Regions from separate parts of the Mus musculus genome. Here regions 2 and 3 are each linked to region 1. Evidence: chromatin contacts called from public Hi-C and promoter capture Hi-C data. All regions are on one chromosome and are shown on one strand. The core of a region is the stretch at or near the end of the contact, and the rest is flanking DNA. Distances in the headings are between cores, read along the strand shown.

Region 1 (4,293 bases), core at 107-2,606:
TTGGTCAGAGAACAAAGAGTGTGTAAACTCTCTGAAAGTCCTCCACGGTGCACAGGATGTAGGATACTTCATGAAAAGCAGGGACAGAAGTCCGGATTTCAGGGTATGGTTGCTGCATCCTGGAAGAACACAATGCCTCTACTGTTTCATTGCCTAGGTTGACATGGAAGCTTATGGGATGAATCCTGAGTGCATCTGTTAACTAAGAGCTAAGCAGGGCCTTGCCCTGGGTTGCTTGGGGACCCTAATATTCTTATGTATAAAATGAGGCAAGTAGTAGATTCATGGAATAGTTAGGAGAGCAAGGCAGAATGTGGAAAATATGAGAAAGATGCTCTCATTAAAAAAAGAAAAGAACTGGGCAGTGGTGGCACAGGCCTTTAATCCCAGCACTTGGGAGGCAGAGGCAGAGGCAGGCAGATTTCTGAGTTCGAGGCCATCCTGGTCTACAGGGTGAGTTCCAGGCCAGACAGGGCTACACAGAGAAACCCTGGTCTCCAAAAACCAAAAAAAAAAAAAAATTAATTAATAACTAAGTAAAAATATAAAAAATAAATAAAAAGAAAAGAAAAGAAAGAAAGAAGGAAAGAAGGAAAGAAGGAAAGAAGGAAAGAAGGAAAGAAGGAAAGAAGGAAAGAAGGAAAGAAAGAAAGAAAGAAAGAAAGAAAGAAAGAAAGAAAGAAAGAAAGAAAGAACGAACACAAGGAAAAAACTCTATTAATAATCCCAGGCACCTTGAGATTCATTCAGGTTTTACTGAGAATTCTCACCAGTTCAAAGGAGTTTTTCTAAGACAGCAACCCTGATTTTTCCTCACTTTACTCCATCTCTTGCCACGGAGGAAAAGGAAAGGGGTGGTGGGGGAGGGAGCGCGGGGTGGGGGGCGGGACTGGAGAATACATTGCCCTAAGATTTCCTCCTGGTTTGCCAGTACTGTGGGTCTGTCTTGATGATCAAGCCACAGCTTAGGTGATCTCCCGTGGCCCTACTGGCACGGAAGGGTCTAAGGACCAGTTCTGCCTGGACCCAGGCAGATTGGAGGTCGGTCCTCCTAGCCCAGAGTGGCACTCGGCCCGCGGGACTTTCAGCCTTGTGCTGGGTCACCCACTTGGGAAAGCGGCGGTGGGACTTAGGGAGCCTGAGGTCGAGGTCCCCACGCTTCAGGAGAGTGACACCAGCGCCCCCGAGTGCCCGGGCTACGCGCAGGGCCCGCCAGGCTGGCGCTCCATCCTCCCCGCCCCCCAGCACCGCTCTTCCCGGTCCCCACCCTCTACGTCCCCACCCTCCTCCTCCGCCCCCGCCCCTCCCCCGCTCCCCGCCCCACCGCGTCCCAGCCGCCCTGGCCGTGAGCGCAGGCGGCCCTGCCACCGCACCTGCAAGGCGCTCGCTGCCTGCAACCGCTCGGCTCTGCTCGCCCCCAGCCCTTCGTAGCTTTCGCCTCGCGGTCGATGACTCCCTAGACCCCTGGCCTACGACCATGACCACGTCCCTGCAAGACGGGCAGAGCGCCGCGGGCCGGGCAGGCGCCCAGGATTCGCCGCTGGCAGTGCAGGTGTGCCGCGTTGCCCAGGGCAAGGGAGACGCCCAGGACCCGGCGCAGGTCCCCGGACTGCACGCGCTGTCCCCCGCCTCCGATGCGACCCTCCGCGGTGCCATAGACAGGTAGGCAGCTTCGTGGTGGTGTCCGGGTCAGCAATCCGCTCTTGGGGTATGGAGGCGGCCCAGGGGTGAGTGTGTGCCCAGAGCCGGACCAAGTTTGGAAAGTGTCTGAAGACAATTCCCTTGGAGCCAGATCCCGCGGGGTCAGGAGGGCACCACGATCTCCAGGTGCCCTGTTATAAATAGCATCACGGGGTGGTGGAGAGCGGTCTGTCTCACCTTTGCCCTTTGGGGTGAACCAGAAGGCTTCACTCCAGACTGACCACATTCAGCTGCTGGGTGGCCCTTTTCCTATTACACTATAGGCTTCAAAAATCCAAGCTTGAATGTGTTCACCTCCCACGTAGATAGAGTCTTCCAAGGACCCGGGAGAGGCAGAGCAGGGGTTGACATTTGAGCCGTCTTTATGTTCCACAGGAAAGGGCAGCGGCTTTCCAAGGTTTCTCATCTCCACAGCAATGAGCATTAAGTGCCTTTGGAGTTGTCATACTTAGGAAAGAAAAAGGCGAGAAGAGCTTAAGAATCCGTGGCTTTTTGCAGTCGCACATCTAAATACCACTCCTGCTTCTTTGTCAGGATTTGCAAAGCGCTCTGACTTCAGTCAAGTTAAAATAACTCCCCAGTGGCCTAGCGTTACATTCCTGCTAACACATTCTATTGACTTACCTTCCCAGAAGGACTGCCTTGGTGTTCTGTATCTATAAGCACTTGAAAAATTAGCAGACTGTGTGTGGGCAACATTGTGAATGAAATTCGAAGTGAGATGAACCACATCTATATTTAATAAATCATAACTTCCAGCAGTGATGAGTAAAAAAAAAATCCTGGGGATGAGTTTACTGGATGTAACTTACAGATTTTGTCAATTTAATAGGAGCCAGGAAATGGCACACTCCCCTGGGTAATGTTTGCATAAATCATGATGTAGCCTGTGTTGGTGTTCAGGAAAGCCCTAAGTACAGGAAATGGAGTGTCAATGCCTCCCAAGGCTTTTCTTCTTCTTCTTTTCTTTTTCTGTGAGATGGGGTGGGGGAGGTGGTATAGAATTATTTGTGGTAATTGGCATATTTTATTTTTGACCCATGGGCACGACATCCTTGCTCTTTCCTGTACACCTACTTATAGAGTGTTAGCCTTGTCACCAAGCGGTACACGTTAGCCTGAGCAATGCTCTTTCCCCTGACAGCAATTACATTTCCTATTCTGTTTTATGTAAATGACGTCCTATGTTCTCTTGGTGTAGGAGAAAAATGAAAGATCTGGATGTTCTGGAAAAGCCACCCATTCCCAACCCCTTTCCTGAGCTCTGCTGCTCTCCGCTTACATCTGTGCTGTCAGCAGGCCTGTTTCCCAGGGCCAATTCAAGGAAGAAGCAGGTATGCACCTCCAAACCTGTGAAACCCTAAGGTCTTCCAAGGCTTGTGCCCACACAGACTTCAAGAGTTTTGCAAAAAAACCAAACCAAACCAAAACAAAGCATCAAACGAGAATTTGCTTGGCCCTTGACTGAAAGGGGCCCTTGAGATGATGTTCCTTCTGGGATTCAGCTTCCTCAGCTGTGTAGTGGGAATATCAAACATTTCCTCTTGGGTTCTTGGGAGAGAATAGGGTTGAGAGTGCACCTGTCCTGACTGCCTATCGGACAACAGGCATCAATTTCACACCAGTCTTAATTGGAAGGGGCGGGACTATAATATCAGGTGAGAAGGGGATCGATCGGCTCTTTGTTTGCTATTTAATGGTGTCTTTCCTTATACACATGTCATATAAGGCTAGCCTCCTTTACCAAAGGAAAGTGCTGTAGAGAACCTGACAGGGACCAAGAGCAATGGCTCAGTAGGTGAGGGCATTTGCTGGAGGACCTGAGTTAGACTCCTGAGACCCAACAAGTAGAAGGAAATAACTTACTCCCAAAAGTTGTCTTCAAACTTCTGCATGGGTTCTGGGGCATGGATATGTACACGTACGCACACACGCACATGCACCAGCCCATGCGCACACATGCATGCACACACACCATAATTTTTTAAAAAAAGGAATCTACATGAGGTAATTGGAGTTTGCAGCTCAAAATACTTTTCGGCAAACTTTATGTTTTGGAGGTTCCAGCTGCAGAAGGCATTTGACTTGGAAGCCATGATAAAATGGATTTTTTTTTTTAATGGTCTTCTTTCTTGTTTGAGACTGACTTACACCAATTAGATAGAAAAAGTCCAAGCAGCCAAGAAATGATATTTCATAACTATACATTTTAGGAGTGAAAAAGCAACACATCCTAGAATTATTCATCTTTTTTCATGGACTTATTCCAGTTTTGAATTAACAAAATAAAGAATAGCTTCACTTGTCAAAAAACATCTCTCTCTTTTTTTTTGGTGTTTTTGGGGTTTTTTTGGAGTTGGGGAGAGGAAACTTTAACATTCAGAGAACCGTGGTGAGGTGAAGGGAGGAAACAGGTAAATATATATATATATATATATATATATATATATATATATATATATATATCACATATGTGTGTGTATAAGTAGGAGAATTTTCATATATTAACCTCTGATTGGTTCAGTGATGTAGTTTTACTTAGGGGAAGGGAGGAAATACCCTGGGGAGCGGGCATGCTTATTACCACGCAGC
Region 2 (4,810 bases), core at 1,508-4,007, 260 kb before region 1:
TGTAAAAAAAATTAAAGACAAAAAAAGAAAAAGAAAGGAGGAAGGAAGGAAGAAAAGAAAGGAGAGAAGAGGAGAGGAGAGGAGAGGAGAGGAGAGGAGAGGAGAGGAGAGGAGAGGAGAGGAGAGGAGAGGAAAGGAAAGGAAAGGAAAGGAAAGGAAAGGAAAGGAAAGGAAAGGAAAGGAAAGGAAAGGAAAGGAAAGGAAAGGAAAAAGGAAAGGAAAGGTCCACTAGGCATTGCAATATTAGGAGGTGTGGCCTTGCTTGAGGAGGTGTCACTGGTGGTAGGTTTTGGGGATTCAAATGCTGAAGACAGGTCCAGTGTCATTCTTTCTTCCTGCTGCCTGATGATCCAGATGTAAAACTCTCAGCTAACCTCTTCAGCTCCATGTCTGCCTGCATGCTGCTATCCTTTTTGCCACGATAATGGGCTAAACCGCTATTAACTGTTAGCCAGTCCCAATTAAATATTGTCCTTTATAAGAATTGGCATGGTCATTGTGACTCTTCAGTGTAATAGACCTTTGACTAAGACAGGACTGTATAGGATCATGAGGTCATTTGACTTCAGTTTCTGCCTCCCTGTCCTTCCATCTGCAAGTTGTCTTGACTTCTTGGAAAGAACATGGGATTTGTGGAATCTGTTTAAGAAATGTGACTCTGAGAAAAGAACCGTATTTTTGTATCAACTCAGAACAAAAAGGAGCTCAGTGTTCTGAGAAGGTCACCCATTTGTGGAATAGTATTTTACCATTTCCTTTAATCTGTTTCAGATACAATAAATATGCAACATCTCTCTTATCGTTTACTCAAAAACGCCAAACAATCTCAAGTAGCAAAATACCGTGAAATACATCTCTCTTCCCACATATATCTTTCCTCCCTCACACAACTGGGTTACCGCAGTTCCTCAGACCAGCTGTTCTCCGTCATCTAGGGGAAAAATACTAAGAATAGACATAATTTTAAAGAAATTATGAAAGTAAAGAGATGGTGTATTTTCATAGGAAAAAATAAAACTATTGCTCATGTGACAGGAAAGCCCTCAGAGGGGAATCTGAGAGCTCTGAACAAGACAGCTGTCTGTCTGTAATGGACTCATTGGGATTCAGGCTGATTGTGTGATGGCTTTAAGATATATTCAGGTGTATGAATGTGTGATGATTCCTAGAGGTAAGTCTTTTGAATCATCCATCAAATTTGTCCTCTGCAATTTTAGCTTTAGAGAAAAACGTTAGACAGCTAAATTTTCCAAGGCAACAACTGAAGAAAGACAAAGTCTTTATCAAGGAGTTGCTGGTAATGCTTTGGATTGCAAAGCACAGTAAAATAAATGAAGTTTTTCTTGATCTCCAAGGCCTTCTGAATTGACTCAGAGGGGGAAAAGCACATAGCTAACATCACATCTATTTAATGAGGTATTTGAAGGGAGAATTAACATCGTAATAACATGCATAATTAATGATGTCTTACATGAAGTTAAAGCAAGAAGGAGCAGCGTGATGACCCTTGCAGTTAAAGAAAAGACAGGTTAAAAACTTCAGGAATTATTTGGCTACATAGGCCCAAAGCAATGAAGGGGATTTCGGAGTTCTTTTATAGGCTCGTAGGACTCAAATACAGTTCAAAATCAATAGTCTTGGAAGGATTATGTATTTAGATTAAAATATGAGAACTTCTGATGTTGTGACCATCATCACGTGGAACTCTTCTTTGCCAACCCTGTGGAACAGTTAAAAAAAAAAATCCACATTTCAGGGCTGGAGATATGGTTCTGTGGTTAAGAAAATATAACTGCTCTTTCAGAGGACTGGGGTTTTGTGCCCAGTACTGTCAGGCAGCTCAACTCCTGCTACCTTGATCCTTATTCCTGGTATATATTGTCATCAGATTCCCGATGCCCTTTCCTGACCTCCATGGTCATAGACACACATGCGCATGCACACACACACACACACACACACACACACACACACACACACACACATAACATTTGTAAAAAGTAGATCGACATGCTCTTTCTTGATTAGCCAGAAGCTGGAAAGAACCCAGATGTCCCTCAACAGAGGAATGGATACAGAAAATGGAGTTCTCATCACTTAAATGTGTGTGCCACACCCAGTCTCCACATAGAGCTTTCCCCATAATGTTTTATTATGGTACTTACTAATCAACTGGCAAATACGCTCATGTTTTTATGCCAATTAATTCTTTCTTTCTCATTTCTCAGAAATATGAGTGTACCTATCCCCCAAACCGGTTCAAGCTTTTCACACTGCCCTGTAATTATGATCACAAATATAAAATATGTCCAATACTTTTGGAAGTTGAGAGGAACTTCTCAGCTGTAGTCCTGGTGTGATTCTTGGCCACCAGCATGACATGCAGAGCCCCCCAGGGAGCAGGCATCTCTCTGCATGCTGAGGCCTGCTATAACAGTTCTTTTGCTTCAGTTCATTATTCAAATCTGAGCAGGTAAGTTGTTAAGTTCTATTCCAATGTGGCCTTGGCCAGCATCCTCTGCCACTGCTTCCCGTCCACCACTTAGAGATTCATGCAGCTGCTATGCCTAGCTCTCGTCTAAGGAATACCCTGTGTTGCCCTGGCTACCCACCAAATTTATGGAGGAAAGGCCAAAACAAATAGCACCATTGACAGACATTACAAAACAGTTGCTGTTTTGCCAGCAGCTCCAGCAGACTCCCCAACCCCCAAGGCCTCCACAGGCGAGGTGAGTCAGCACAGGAACTCTGGTCAGACTGTGAGCTCTGCTACCTGAGGAGCAGCAGCACTGTCCCCCAGAGCCAGAAGTGCAGGATAGCTCTCCTTTGGTGGTGGTGCTGCTGCTGTGATTTGAAATAGCATCTCATGTAACCCATTCTGGCTCTGACTTCCAAAGCCCCTTGTTTCCACTTCTGAAGTCCCAGGACTATAGGGCTGCTCCACCATGCCCACCCAGAATGAGTTTTCTGATTCATTTCCAGAGCTTGCCTGTGGCCTCTGACAATCAATGAGGAAAGATAGTGTCTTTGGTATTTAAGGACTTTTTATATAATATTTTAAAAAATTTTTGTTTTCTTTGACCTAGGGGTAGGTAAATAAAGGACGACCCAGCCATATCAGGAAACCATCAGTTATTCCAAACACAGTAGTCCATGTTTGTTTACTTAAACCCCACAGGGCAGTATTTTCTAATTCACTTTGTAAGAAATAGAGTGGGGAAGCACCAGAGGGCTCTACTGCTAGGATGGAGAGAGAAAAGTGTGAAGAGAGCCGTTGTTGTAGCGCACTGATGTAGAGGAAAGGTGAGAACTGATGATGATGGCAGGGAGCTTGTGCCAGTAAGTAATGCTGCATTGTAAAGTGGCTCTCTGAAGGCTGGGTGAACAACCCCACGGCAGAGCTCCTCATTAAGGTCACTGCCAGGACCTAAAGCTACTACTAGAGCACCTGTGTATAAGCTCATGTGCCTGACTCGGAACTCTTCTGTGCCTCGGTGTTCTTTCCCAGAACCAAGGCTCGATAGTGGGAGCGCAGGAGGATGTTTTGAGAATATAAAAAGTATATTAAGCTCTAAGAGTGCTGCACATAACCTGTTTGCTCTGCGGTGGAAGCACATATATCATGAATCTTCAAAACTGACATGAAATCGTTGAGCCGTAATGTAATATGCAGCCCCCTGTTTTACTCATGGGAAGTTACAGTGAGGTTGAGCCAGTCCTGCTTGCTGACTCCGGTCTAACCGCACTATGAATATGTGCATACAACCTCTGTCAGATGAGCTCCTGCTGACTTCTCCCTACAGCTCCAAAACACAGAAGTCCTTAAAGGAACAAATAGAATTTTGTTACCCTAACAGATTCCTTACAATGGAGAAATTGGGGGATTATTTTTAATCAATTTTTAACTTCAATTTTTTTTCATAAAATATAATTTGATCGTAGAATTTCCCCTCCCCAACTCCTCCCAGGCAGTCTCCACTGCCCCTACCCATCCAATTGCATGCTCTTTCCTTTTCTTTATTTCCCTTTCTCAAAGCAAAAACAAAATCAAAACAGACTTTAAAAAAATTAAGACAAGAAATAGGAAAGCAAAACAAAACGCTCATTTAAAGAAAAAACAACACCATGGAGCCCGTTAGCATTCCTTCTAAGCTCCACCCCACAGTTACCTGCTCCTTCCTAGCCACAGATGGTCCCACAGACCCTAGACAGCAAGGAAACAGCCAACTCTCTTAAGAATGGACCAACATCCCCATACCCATTTTCTTAGGTTTCCCAGAGACACATTGCCCTAAAGTCAGCAGGAGGTAACTAAAGATCACTATGCTATGACCCTATTCCTGCCTCACCATCTCCCCTGTCTAGTTTTTCCTTTTTTTTAATTAATCCAAAATGGAGGAATGTTAGAATCCCTGCTTGTCTCTGCCCCGCAGTTACCTGGCAACAGCCAGGTATGTCTGACTCATTATATAAGGGGCTGAGTTCCATCCTTGCTCTCTTACTCTCTTACTTTCTTTCCCTCTCTGTCCCTTCTCTCTCAGTCCCTTTCCCTCCTCCCCTCCTCTCCTCCTCCCCTCTTCCCCTCCTTCCCCCTCTCTCTGCCTTTCTCTATCTCTACTTCCTCCTCTATTCCCCTTCCCATCCCCTAAACAAACTCTATTCCATACTATATCCATCCTATGGCTGGTACCTTAGCATGGGAAGGGATGCCTCAGCATGGGCCCACAGAGGCACCCCCTTCCATCTCACCATACCTGATTCTATCAAACATATACTGACTCTCTCTTTTTCATATAACACAACAGAGCTC
Region 3 (4,283 bases), core at 622-3,121, 380 kb before region 1:
TGCATTCTCTCTCTCCCCAGAGCTGAGATTACAATCATGTGCCAACCATGTATAGCTTGGTACTTAACCTTCCTGAATTTTCTTATCCACCTAACTTAGAGAAAACAGCCTCAATGATCAATATTACAGGTCATTAGAGTACTGTTAGGACAAATGGTTTAAAGTTTTCCTTTATTCTGACAGGCTGTCAAGCAAGCATTTCCTCATTTGAGAAAGTTAGTCTGCATGGTAATAAAGAAAAAGCAGTAGGTGTCATTTTCCAAAGCTTGTCATTCCAGTCTTTTCTCTCCGAGAGAGGATGGCACAATAGACACTTAGGGAAAAAATATTTCAAAATAAGCAGTGTTCGAAGAGGTAAATATAACTTCAGAAAAGCTTTCATGTGTTTGTTAAAAAGTAATCCTCAAAGCAGCTGGTATTAGAAGTTTCTACTTGCTGTCATCCAACAGTGTTATTTCATAATCATTAATAATTAATCATAGGTCTCTGATTCACTCTTGAGCACTCTAAAAATAGGATGCCATGAAGAGGCTTAGATCTTAGCAACAGAATATTGAATTCCACCAGCCTAACCTAGGCACCTATTCACATTCCGGAAACAGATCCATCCCAAGACTGTGAAACTAGAGCCATAGTTTTCCTGTTTGCTCATAGAGGTCGCATTGAAAGCCTCAATGTTGGCAGAGGAAAAAAAAATCTGTGCAATCATGTCAAATCCCCTGAGTTACAGATGGACAGACCAGCACCAATCTAGTTAACTGATGGGCATTTCTGCTTTCTGTCATATGATGGGCATTTAAACACACTCTTGTGAGAAAGTAGCATGAATGTTAGTATTAACTGGGAGCTTCCAAACTCTTCATTTTCATTTAACATATCAATAGATAGCACAAAACACCATGGTATGCACTGGGGAAACATGAGGTCTTTTAAACTTTTATAACAACATTAATGGAAAACTGATGTTCAAGTATCTGTCCAAGAGTTCCACACCTAATAAACGGATAAGCGGAGAGTATGGCGGTCAAATTTTGTCAGTCTGGGTTCTAGATCTTAGCCTAAACTCTAGGCAACCCTCCAAATCAATGAAGCACAGATATAGCCAGTAAGTCTATGCATAGCTTTTGGCTATGTTAGGACAAATACAAACATACATTAATGTGATAATTGGACCAATGTGAATATATATTTCTAGGTACTCAAAATATTCGATTTGCCAAGGAATGTTCTGTGAATGCATTTAACTAGTATGAAGTGTCTATCAGGGAATGGAAATGAACACAGATTTTATATATCATAGTTCAGTATGAAGTAACAGAGGCAACAAATGAAGGTCTTTTATAGTTTGTAAGAGACTAGACCTGGGTTTACCAAATAGTAAGAAGCAACACTTCATTTCTTTTCCTAGCTGAAGAGTAGTCACTTTCTTCCCTTCTTTTACAGAAATAAACATATAGAAAAAGATAATAGATAGATAGATAGATAATCAAAATGAATGAATAGATTATGAATGGAAAGATAGGTAGATAGATATATAGATGATAGATCATACATACATACATACAAACATACATACATACATACATACATACATACAAACATACATTCTTCACTTTCACCTCATTCTTCTTAACTTTTACTATCTCCAAAACTAAGCCCCACAGATGTCTCTTTTGTGTCTAATATGATAGCCATGAATCACATCAACTATATAATGTATTATAAAGAATTTTAAATGCAGTCCATTTACCCCTGGTGGCTTTCCTTAGAAAAGCTCAAATCCAGAACACATCTACTACCACAGCAAGTTCTGCTCTATAAAAAGATGGCAGCCACTGCAAGTTGCATTTCCTAGAAGTAAGTAGTGCTGACTCATGTCCTCTGAGTCCTTCTGTTTTGTGTCATCATATCGCCCCACAATTAAGCAGAAGTAAAGCGTCTACTATAAACACCAGAATTATTTGGCAAGGTTTCTTTTATCAGATACATCCTTTTCTCTGCCAGCTTTGCTTCATCACATCATTGGCATGAGCCTCTGGAATTTTTCAAGTGTCTTTTTCTTATATGACATCCTTCTAAGTAGCTTTAAGAGGAGAGTTTAACATATATGTATTTTTTAAAGTTAAAGTATAATTATACAATGTATCCTTTTTAAAAAAAAACTGTAATAAAGACTTAACCTCACTCTAGATGTTATCAGGTTAAAAAATAAAAAAAATTGACCACATTTTTTTTATAATAACATAGATTTGTATCAATTTATCTTTCAGGATTTTTTTTTCCAAATGAACAGAACAAATTATGTATTTAAGTTCGATAATAAATTATCAATGACAGGAAGGCTAGGTCACTCAATTAACAACTAAGTAAATTTAGCCAAAAACAAAACAAAACAAAACAAAACAAAACAAAACAAAACCAAACCCTATTGCTCATGAATATTAGCTTCTGCCAGGGAGCATTTCCATCACTGCCATACAGAGTGCTCCCTCTGTGTCCCCAACACTACTAAACCACTAAAGCAAAAACGTGCTATCTGTCCCTGGTTGAGTTCGCAGGTTGTTGGTGACTGCCTAAAATCAACGTTCTGCTCACATTCTCGAAAACTCATATGGGTCCAGAAAAGCAGTGAATACAATTCTTCATAACCTGTGTTCACAGAATAGCAGGAGACTTCAACCTTAAACAGCAGGAGAATTCGAGAGATTTCAACCTTAGAACAAAACAAAGCAAAAAAGGAAAATTAAACAAACAAACAAACAAAAGGAACTCTGTATGATTCAGCAATGCTGCCACTGGGTATCAAGCCGAAGAAAAGGAAATCAGTATGAGACAGACATGCCTGGCCTTGAACGTTGGCCCTTGAATGTTTATCTTACAGTATTCACAATGGCCAAGATGGTGGAGCAACCTAAGTATTTACCATTGGGTGCATGAATAAAGAAAACACATTAGAAAAGAATCCTAAGTTCCAGCATTCTATAAAACAAGAAGGTAGCTATAGTTAGGATTAATTCCTTGGATATTTCAGAATACCTAAAGGAAAAAGGTCTTAAAATGTTCTTCTATGAAGAAATAACAAGCATTCTGTGTGATAGATATGTGAATTATTCTAACATAGTCACCGCAACTGGACCTATGTTAACAAATATGTGATAAATAAGTGCTATGGATCTACCAACTAAATTTTTAGAAATAAAATAAGAGTGGCTACAGAAGCGAATCAGTCACTCCTAGGAGGGAAAAGCTCCCCCAGGAGTGGGCCAGCTCTGAGAGCAGAGATGAGTCCTAGTGACCCAGAGCACCCACTTGTGGAGAAGTGGAGGGCTGGTGCTGGGAACAGAGTCAGCGGGCTGGGGAAACTGAGGGCTTCTGCAGAAGAAGACAGCAGTTGGAGCCAGGCTCCAAACATGCTTTGAACATCAGTGGGGATGAAAAGTAAGAAGACATGTTAAAAGAAAGATAAAAGAAAAAAAAGACAGAAAGAAAGAAGCAAGGAAAAAAATTAGAAGCAGAAAACCAACCAGCTCCCCTTTCAAGAGCGCTATCTGTTTTAACAGCTGGACTTCACTGTTTTATCATGAGACCATCTGTAACCCTGAAAACCACACAGATGCAATCTGTGCACACAACCTCAAAGACAGAAGACAGCTTCAGACATACAACAGACCCAAGGTGTGGGACACATGAGCTCTCCCACAGTGATAGGCAGGGAGAAGGTTTTTCTAAAAGAGAAGGATTGAGACATTTCAGCACAGGTGCTGGATAGCAGAGACAACATATGTTTCCAATGGATTCATTATATATATATATATATATATATATATATCATTATATATAGGTAATCATAGATCTGAAGCTGAAGGGGGAAAGATGAACAACTAACATGGAGCTGATAAAATTCTGACAAAGTTTAAAATGTACAACTGACAAATTGGAGTATAAAACACAAAATGGAAAGGAAAGAAATATACTCACTGAACATTGTGTAGCGCTAGAGGGCAGGAGTTTAAATGGACAAGCTGAAGGGCAGAGTCTTACATATGGAGTACAGGCGTTACTTTAAAGGTAGTCACTAGGGAAATTACAAACAGCCCCGCATGTACAATATGCTGCCCCTCACTTCAAAAAGCAAGTAAACAGCAACTTGGCAAAATGTAACTATGAGATTCTATCAAATCAGCATAAAATAATGTGTTCCCGTGGGAGTCAGTCATGTTACACTCACCAATATGCAGACACGTTTCATGTTTACTAAAGAGACCCAGCCCTCTGTGATATAC

The links. Promoter capture Hi-C pulls out the DNA fragments that hold promoters and counts their contacts. Hi-C and Micro-C count contacts between places; a contact is called where the count stands out from the background.
Region 2: a promoter capture Hi-C map of liver shows a contact between it and region 1. The contact joins the enhancer-like site here to the promoter of Grb14 in region 1. A contact is called at or near these places in 5 of 39 promoter capture datasets (the 3T3-L1 cell line, embryonic stem cells, hippocampal neurons and 1 more), 2 of 484 Hi-C or Micro-C datasets (embryonic fibroblasts and pre-B cells) and 1 of 9 other capture datasets (pancreatic islet).
Region 3: a Hi-C map of the N1E-115 cell line shows a contact between it and region 1, with 5 times the contacts expected there. The contact joins the enhancer-like site here to the promoter of Grb14 in region 1. A contact is called at or near these places in 4 of 39 promoter capture datasets (the 3T3-L1 cell line, the C10 cell line, liver and 1 more) and 2 of 484 Hi-C or Micro-C datasets (the N1E-115 cell line and pre-B cells).

Annotation. Positions count from the first base shown.
Region 1 is chr2:65,019,829-65,024,121 of GRCm38.p6, reverse strand. Grb14 (growth factor receptor bound protein 14) reads left to right here and starts at 1,356. Exons shown (of 14, transcript NM_016719.1): 1 at 1,356-1,662; 2 at 2,903-3,035. The coding sequence starts at 1,478.
Region 2 is chr2:65,283,423-65,288,232 of GRCm38.p6, reverse strand. No RefSeq gene overlaps it. Among named protein-coding and RNA genes, the nearest start is that of Cobll1, 47 kb to the right of the region's middle. Within about 2 kb of position 2,757, at least 80 of the 459 cell types and tissues checked have an H3K27ac peak or open chromatin away from gene starts, as enhancers often do. A contact at or near this core is called in liver, where this site is marked.
Region 3 is chr2:65,404,934-65,409,216 of GRCm38.p6, reverse strand. The region is part of intron 1 of Gm34739 (a long non-coding RNA gene); the gene reads left to right. Among named protein-coding and RNA genes, the nearest start is that of Gm34739, 8.3 kb to the left of the region's middle. Within about 2 kb of position 1,871, at least 11 of the 459 cell types and tissues checked have an H3K27ac peak or open chromatin away from gene starts, as enhancers often do. A contact at or near this core is called in the N1E-115 cell line, where this site is marked.